Linked DNA regions of Felis catus: region 2 is linked to region 1. The links are chromatin contacts, called in public Hi-C maps. All regions are on one chromosome and are shown on one strand. Each heading gives the region's core, a stretch centred on a gene start, on an enhancer-like site or on the middle of the called end of the contact. The rest is flanking DNA. Distances are from core to core; before and after follow the strand shown. Region 1 overlaps RMI2 (recQ-mediated genome instability protein 2). Region 2 overlaps CLEC16A (protein CLEC16A).

The links. Hi-C and Micro-C count contacts between places; a contact is called where the count stands out from the background.
Region 2: a Hi-C map of fibroblasts shows a contact between it and region 1, with 4 times the contacts expected there. The contact joins two enhancer-like sites. A contact is called at or near these places in 2 of 3 Hi-C or Micro-C datasets (fibroblasts and skin fibroblasts).

Annotation. Positions count from the first base shown.
Region 1 is chrE3:31,867,562-31,871,256 of F.catus_Fca126_mat1.0, reverse strand. RMI2 (recQ-mediated genome instability protein 2) reads left to right here. Exons shown (of 2, transcript XM_023246716.2): 2 at 1,918-3,146. The coding sequence ends at 2,066. Among named protein-coding and RNA genes, the nearest start is that of RMI2, 3.3 kb to the left of the region's middle. Within about 2 kb of position 1,971, at least 1 of the 10 cell types and tissues checked has an H3K27ac peak or open chromatin away from gene starts, as enhancers often do.
Region 2 is chrE3:32,153,172-32,157,057 of F.catus_Fca126_mat1.0, reverse strand. It overlaps CLEC16A (protein CLEC16A), which reads left to right. Exons shown (of 23, transcript XM_045047505.1): 5 at 219-324; 6 at 1,651-1,656; 7 at 2,054-2,177. Among named protein-coding and RNA genes, the nearest start is that of CLEC16A, 28 kb to the left of the region's middle. Within about 2 kb of position 1,412, at least 1 of the 10 cell types and tissues checked has an H3K27ac peak or open chromatin away from gene starts, as enhancers often do.

The DNA.
Region 1 (3,695 bases), core at 722-3,221:
CAGATGCTTAACCTTAACCGACAGAACCCCCCCCCCCCCCCCCCCCGCCCCCGCGACTGAGAATTTGCACTTCTAGCTAGCTCCCAGGTGTTGCCGATATGGATGGCCTTGGGGCCACACTCCTGAGAACCAGTAGGCCTGACTACTGGGATTATTGTTACTGTGAAGTGCTCCTTTTCCCTTCTCCCCTCACCTGACCTTGCCCCATCCTTCAGACTCGTTCTGCCTTCCTCGCTGTACCATTACTCTAGCACAGGGTCAGCAAACTACAGGCTGCTGCCTCTTCAGAGGGCTGTGAGCTGAAAATGTTTGGGCTTTCTTTTTTTTTTTTTTTTTTTTTTTTTTTTTTAGCATTTTCAAACGGGAAAACAATCAGAAGGTTTCACGACATGTGACAAGTATAAGAAATGGAAGTGTGTGGAGGCTGGAGCTTTGTTTGAGAAAAACAGTCTTGGCACCAGCAGGGTGGGGGTGGTTGTGAAGAGGAAGTGGCTGGAGAGAGTCTGGAGTAGAAGCCATTGAAGGGGTCCAGGGCGGAGGATGAAGGCCTAATGGGGTGGGCATGGTGGCGAAGGAGTAAGGAGACCGTGGAGAGACGCCGCTGGAAGGGGAGAGGAGGGGGGTGTGGGTAGAATGAACACCACGAACCGGATTGTCTCAACTCAGGGAGAGGGCTCGCACCAGTGAGCTCATCCACTTGTGTGTTTCTTCGTGTAGATTTCCTCTTAACCTCCCCTGGTGGGGATCAGCTTGGGCATGGTCGTCTTGCCTCGGGTCTTCAGTCATTCTTTTTCTGAGGGTTCTGTGACTCCCAGCGCGTTAGAATTATTCAGAGGGTATCGGCAAAGTGTAGTTTTAGAACTGGCCCCTGTCACCGAGGATCCCCACATGGCTCGCTCCGGTGGCATCTGGAGGTGGGTTCAGAGAAACCTAAACCCATCGTGCAAGGGGTAGAAACCCAGAGAGGCAGGCGTCTGCTTGCCGGGCTTCCTTCAGCCAGAGCCCTGGGGCCTGCCTGCAAAGTCAGAAGCCCTGCAATCAAAGCAGCCTCGCAGGGGCACGCATTGGGGGCTGGCAGAGAGCCTGCCCTTCCTGCTGTGTTTGGGGTTTTTTACACAATTGAGTTGTGTGTGGTTCGGACTGGCCAAGTTTTGCTTTCAAGGAGAGCCACTTCCCCCAAGGGAATGGGAAGAGTTGTGGTTCATATGTCATTAGATAGTCCTGATGGTGACCCACTCTCTTGTTCATTTGCTCTCTTGTTGATTTGCTGGGATGTGCCCAGCCGGTGGCAGGGATTGGTCCTGGGCAGTTGGAACAACAGGGTGGCACGGAAGGGTACTGCGGCCGGCTGAGCTCTTCTGGCATCATCGGACCGTTGGATTTACTTTGTGGCTGTCGGGGCGGTGTCTTTGCAGAAAGAGGACTGGACTGGCCCTGTGCACGGAGACCAGCCACATACCCTGTAGCGTTTGGGCAAGAAACAGACATAAGAGAAAAGCTGGGAGGGGGAGGGGAGGGTTGCCCCTGCCTCAGAACATCCTGGGATGGGAGTCTCTTCCATCCTTTGGGCGTACTTGTTTTTGCGCGTGATGGTAGCTCGCTTGAATTTTGTTACAACATTTTTAACCCAGGAGCCAAAGAAGATACAGGTGTCATCGTCCACGTTAAATGTTGAACTTACTGTCTATGTATGTATATATATGTAAATAGATATACATCTATTGTCTATGTGTATATTAGATCGATGGATCACTGACTGCCTTGGCATTTTGATTTCTACTCTCCCCCCCCACCTTTTTTGTCTCTAATTTGCTTTTCTGATAAAATTAAGCTCTCTGAAGGACGGGGTCTCCGTTTTGCGTTTTGCGTTTGTTTTTTTATCAGTGTAAACATCACCATGGGCTTTTCTTCTTCCAGGAAAGTATGTGATGGTGATGGGAGTGGTCCAGGCGTGCAGCCCTGAGCCCTGCCTTCAGGCCGTGAAGATGACCGATCTTTCCGACAACCCCATCCATGAAAGCATGTGGGAACTGGAAGTGGAGGATTTACACAGGAATATTCCTTAGATGACATTGGAACCACTGCTAAAAACAGCAGAAATCCTGAAACAATTTAAGTTCCGACACCATGTGGATTTCACGGGTACCGTCCTATGTCTGTTTCTTAAAAGTTTCTCAAAGAGCTTAGCTTCGGTTGACCAAGGACTCCGGAGGTAGGATTTCTAAACGCTGGGACACTCCACTTAACTCGGCCCTCGTGCTCCTTGCTTTGACGACTGTTTGCAGATTAAAAGCAGATGTGTGCTCTGTTTTTGTTTTTTTTGCTTTTGTTCCCTTTTGGTTTGCGTGTGCTAATTCCCTTTAAAGCCCGCAGAAATCTCATGTTACATTTTCCACATTTTACGAGCGCTGATAACTTTTTCTGTTGCTGCTGTGACCCTGTTTTTACGATGCAGAATCTGAATGTCACTCCTTGCCGGTGGTGATTTAATTGTGGCTGTGGGCAGGGAAACAGACTTCCGGAAATGGGAATGACCTCTTGGCCCGCCTCTTCTCCCATCGACAACTTCCATATCCAGTTTGCAAGTCAGACAGCGTTTTCCTGCTGTGGACACCAGCAGCCTCTCAGAGACAGTAGACGGTTCTTGTCTCTGAACCATGTAAGGTACATTCCTTGGAGATACGGATGGTAACACCTGTCATTCTTCCTCACTTGGAGATGTTGAAACACTCGCAAAGTTTCTTGTTGAAACTAAAATCAAGATTGAGAATGACTTTTAGGCATTAACTAAACTTCTGCATCATAACTTTTAGTGAGACACCGTAAGGGAGCGACCTTCTGGTGTGGAAGCTTCCCCCGCCCCCCCCCTCCATTCTCAGTTTTATTGAGATATAATTGACATACAGCATTGTAGAAGTGTAAGGTGCACAGCATGATGATTTTAGAGTTCTTACGTTTTCTGGATGGAATGACTTTCTCACGATCAAATTCAGTGTGGGTTTCTGCTCTCTGCTACTTACCATGCCTTATTTTTCTGAGATTGTAAATATCAAGGGAGTCACATGATATCCGTACGTTGCTGTAGAGTTTTGTTGGACTATGGATCATCTACCACTAATAAATTATATTCTGTATCTTTTAAAAAATGGACTGTTTTGGGGGTTCCTAGCTGGCTCCGTCAGTAGCACATGCGACTCTTTGATGACCCACAATGATATTACTAACTAAAGTCTGTAGTTGACAGTAGGGGTCTCTCTTTGTGGTAGGCAGTTCTGCAAGTTTTACAAAGGCATAATATCACTTGTCTACCATGATGGTATCATACGGAATAGTTTCACCACCCGGAAAAACCTCTGTCCCACCTTCTGACCCTTCCTCTTCCCTTAACCCCTGGCAACCACGGATCTTTCTACCGTCTCCATAGTTTGCCTTCTCCATAATGTCCCAGTTAGTTGGAATCCTACAGTATGTCGTACTTTCAGACCGGCTTCGTTCACTTAGCAAAACGCATCTAAGGTTCCTCCGTGGGTTTTTGTAACTTGCTTGCTCATTTCTTTTGATCGTCGAATAACACTCCCTCGTATAGATGTATCCTGGTTTGTTTACTTGTTTATTGAAGGACATTTGTCTGGTTCCAGTTTTTGCTGGTTATTAATGGAGCTGCTATAAACATTCATGTGCAGGTTTTGCGTGGA
Region 2 (3,886 bases), core at 163-2,662, 290 kb before region 1:
CCGGTCTGGCATTGTTGGACTCCCCCCCATCCCCCCACCCCCTGCTTTTTTTTTTAATGTTCTGGGATGGTCTCACCTCCCCGTCCCTTCCCACATTCCCCACCGGGGGTGAACCCCTGGCCTAAGGTTCATGGGAGTCTGATAGGCTTCAGAAAGCTGGGTGGGGGCAGGCCTGCCCTACGGGCTCATAACCCATCTCTGGTACTTTTTTGTTTCAGCACACTAACGACTTTGCCCTGTACACAGAAGCCATCAAATTTTTCAACCACCCCGAAAGCATGGTTAGAATTGCTGTAAGAACCATAACTTTGAATGTCTACAAAGGTAGGCCTTCTTAGGAGCTCACGCCTTGTTTGACTTCTGACTGGGGCTTGCTCCCATGAGTCTGCATTTAAAATCCTCTGGTGGCACGGGGAGCTCCGTTATTACGGCTCGGGTTGCATGTGTCATGCAAGGCTCGTAATCGTGGGACATTTAACTGGCCCCTTGGGTGAATTTTGTGCCACTCTCTTGGTGCATACTCAGTTCTGCATGCTGAAGTCTTAGACCAGATGCACAGTACTAGTGATGTCCTAAGAAAGGAACAGGTGGGACTCCAGCTGCCATGTGATAACTAGAAAAGGCAAAGCTGCCTCTTAAACGTTATATTTACATTTTTGTGTCTCCTGCAGTAAGATTTCCATACGGCCCTGGGGCTATGTTATCTTGAAATAACATTTAAATGAAGCATTTTGTGCTTCATTTTGTGTCACCGACAGCAGGGGGCAATATCGTATTCTCAACTGACTGCAAAGCCCAACAAATTCTCCTCTCTTCAAGATGTGCTTAATGCCCACAACATCCCCTCCAGAGGAGGCCCTTCCGCGGGTTCCTGCCCGCATTGGCATAAAGGCCGGCTGGACTCAAGTTTCCTGGCCTGGCACCGCCCGGGGAGGGCACGCCTTCTCTGCGCGACCCGGGGGTTATTTCCCCGGTAGTCACCACACTGGAGCTGGAGCTCCCATTTTCTCAAAGAATAAAGGGCTTTGACCTTCACGAGCATGAGTCATGACGTTATTACTTGAGATGACCCTTACTGGGGTGGGGAAAGGTCCTGAGGGACTCACTCCAGCCTAGTTCTGGGATCGCACTAAATTGGAGAGTGTCTTTAAGAATCCAGTGGGGGCCCACCCAGGGTCGCAAACTGAGGGCCCGAGAGCCAGATCCAGCCCTCAGACATGTTTCGATTGGCTAAGGTATTCCTTGACAAGATGTATAGTTGCCCGTATTTAAACATTGGGAGATCTCAGGTAACTATCTGCATTTCTGACTTGCAAGAGATTTGGCCCTTCTGGGCCCACAGTCCCGCAGAGCAGCTGCGGTGCCGGTGAACCGGGCTCCCCGGTTCACACACTGGGCCTCCCAGCCTCACTCACTGAGTCCCCGGCCCACCCAGCAGGCTTCTGAGTTTGCGCCCTGGTCCAAGCCCCGGTTCTGCGGCCCCCTGCTCTCTCTCCTCTCTTGTTCTCTTCCAGCCTGTGTCTTTAGACACCTTCTGCCCAGCTCTCTGTTCTCTGAACAACTGTCTCACCATCCCAGTTCTTAACCCTGTTAACTGTTGTCTGTTTTTTGCCTTTCCTTCAATGACGATTCCCGTGTTCCTTATTCCAGTGTCATGTAAGTTATTAACCTCTGGTTTTCTGCTTTCTTAACTTATCCTTACATGTTAACACAGGAAACTTGCCTGAGAATGGCATAGTTTCATTGTAGCCAAGCTAAATGCATTGCTGAGAAAGTAGGCTTTCTAATTGCACTATTGAGGTTTAGCCCAGTTAATTGTATTAATTATAAAAATAGCATAAGAACTGCCTTGATGAGTGTGATTTCATGAATGAATAAGCTAACCATTTTCAAGTATTCCCAGGAAAGACAGAAAAGGTTCAGATGATAGCAGAGAGCTTTTTCATTGTGGTTTTCTTTTCTTTTCTTTTCTTTTCTTTTTTTTTTTCAAATCGCCCTAAGTTATTTTTGGTGGCTTGACTTTTTTTTCTTGTTCTTTTGTGAATTTTCTCAGTGGATAACCAGGCCATGCTGCACTATATCCGAGATAAAACTGCTGTTCCTTACTTCTCCAATTTGGTCTGGTTCATCGGGAGCCACGTGATCGAACTCGATAACTGTGTGCAGACCGACGAGGAGTAAGTGACCACCTGGGGGGCTTATCAGGCAGACAGAGTGGTTAGGGGAGATTTCCGTGTTCATTGAGGAAAAGTAAACACTAGAGCAAAGTTCGCCCACCCGTGTGTAGGCGGAATGTGAACTTCCATAGGCTGAAAGGTTCCTCGCACCATTCCACTTTTTGTAATGGCGGCATGTTAGAAACAATCCGCAGACCTCCTAGAGGGGAAGAGGACCGCTAAGTTCAACACCCCCATCGAGGGGGTGCCAGGCAGCTGGTAAAAAGAGTAAGACGACCCGTCACCTGGTGGACGAATAAACAAAATGCAGTCCTTGCAGGTGGCGGAGTAGTGCCCGGGAGTAAAAAGGGACAGAGCTCTGGCACGTGCTGCCCCGTGGTTGGACCTCGGGAGCATGAGGCTCAGTGAGAGAAGCCAGATGCAAAGGACTGCGTTTTACCTCACCCTGTTTTCTTTTCTTTTATTTATTTTCATTAAAAAAAAAATTTTTTTTTAATGTTTATTTTTGAGAGAGAAAGCATGTGAGTGGGGGAGGGGCAGAGAGAGAGGGAGACACAGAATCTGAAGCAGGCTCCAGGCTCCAAGCTGTCAGCACAGAGCCCGACGTGGGGCTCGAACTCACAAACCACGAGATCATGACCTGAGCTGAAGTCGGACGCTCAACCGACTGAGCCACCCAGGCGCCCCATATTTTATTTTATTTTTAGAGAGCGAGAGCCCGTGCAGGAGTGGTACACCAGGGAGGGGCAGTGAGAATCTTAAGCAGGCTTTAAGCTCAGGATGGAGCCTGAGATCATGACAGCCGAAATCAAGAGTCGGACATTTGGCTGACTGAGCCACCCAGGCACCCCGTGTGACCCCGTTTAAATGAAATGCCCAGAACAGGCCAGTCTGTAGAGACCAAGGATAGACGAGTGGTTTCCCAGGGCTGGAGGAGCAGACTCGCAAGGGGAGATGGGAGTACGGGGCTTTTTTGGGAGGGGGGGTTAAAAGCGTTCGAGAGTGGATCGTGAGGATGGTTGGACAGCTGTGTGAATGGTATGCGGATTATAGCTCAGTAAATCTGTTTAAAAACAACAACAACAGCAACAACACACACAGGTTAAGGTGGTGATTCGGGCCCCAGAGCGATGAATACAAGTTCCAGAGCAGGATTTCTCCTTTTCGGCGGTACCACTGATCTTTGGAACTGGGTAACTCTGTGTCGTCGGGGGTCGTCCCGCACAGAGTAGGATATTTAGCGGCCTCCCTAGTCTCCGCCCACCAGATGCCAGGAGCACCCCTTTTCCAGTTGTTTCAGCTAAAAATGTCTCCAGACATTGCCAGATGTGTCCTTCAAGGCAAAATCACTGCAAGTGGGCAACCCCTGCCCCGGAAGGACAGCTTAGCAGAGAGACCTGGTGAGAGGCACACCTAGGCAGGCTCAGGATGACAGAGGGATCCATCCGGGAAGGAGGGGTGCTGGAGGAGGGGCCCAAAGCCATAGAACCGTAGCTCCCAGACTGGGGAAGTAGTGGTGGATCTGACGGGACATTCGGGAAAACCAGGACCCGTACAGAGATGAAGAGTCACGGATGTGAGTGAAACATAATGTGGCACTTGATTCCAGAAAAGACAAAAAGTCATTCCAGGAAGGAAGTGGACTCCTTGTCCTCTGCGTGGCTCTCCCGTGAATGGTTGTGATGATGTCAGTATCAGTTGTTGGGGCC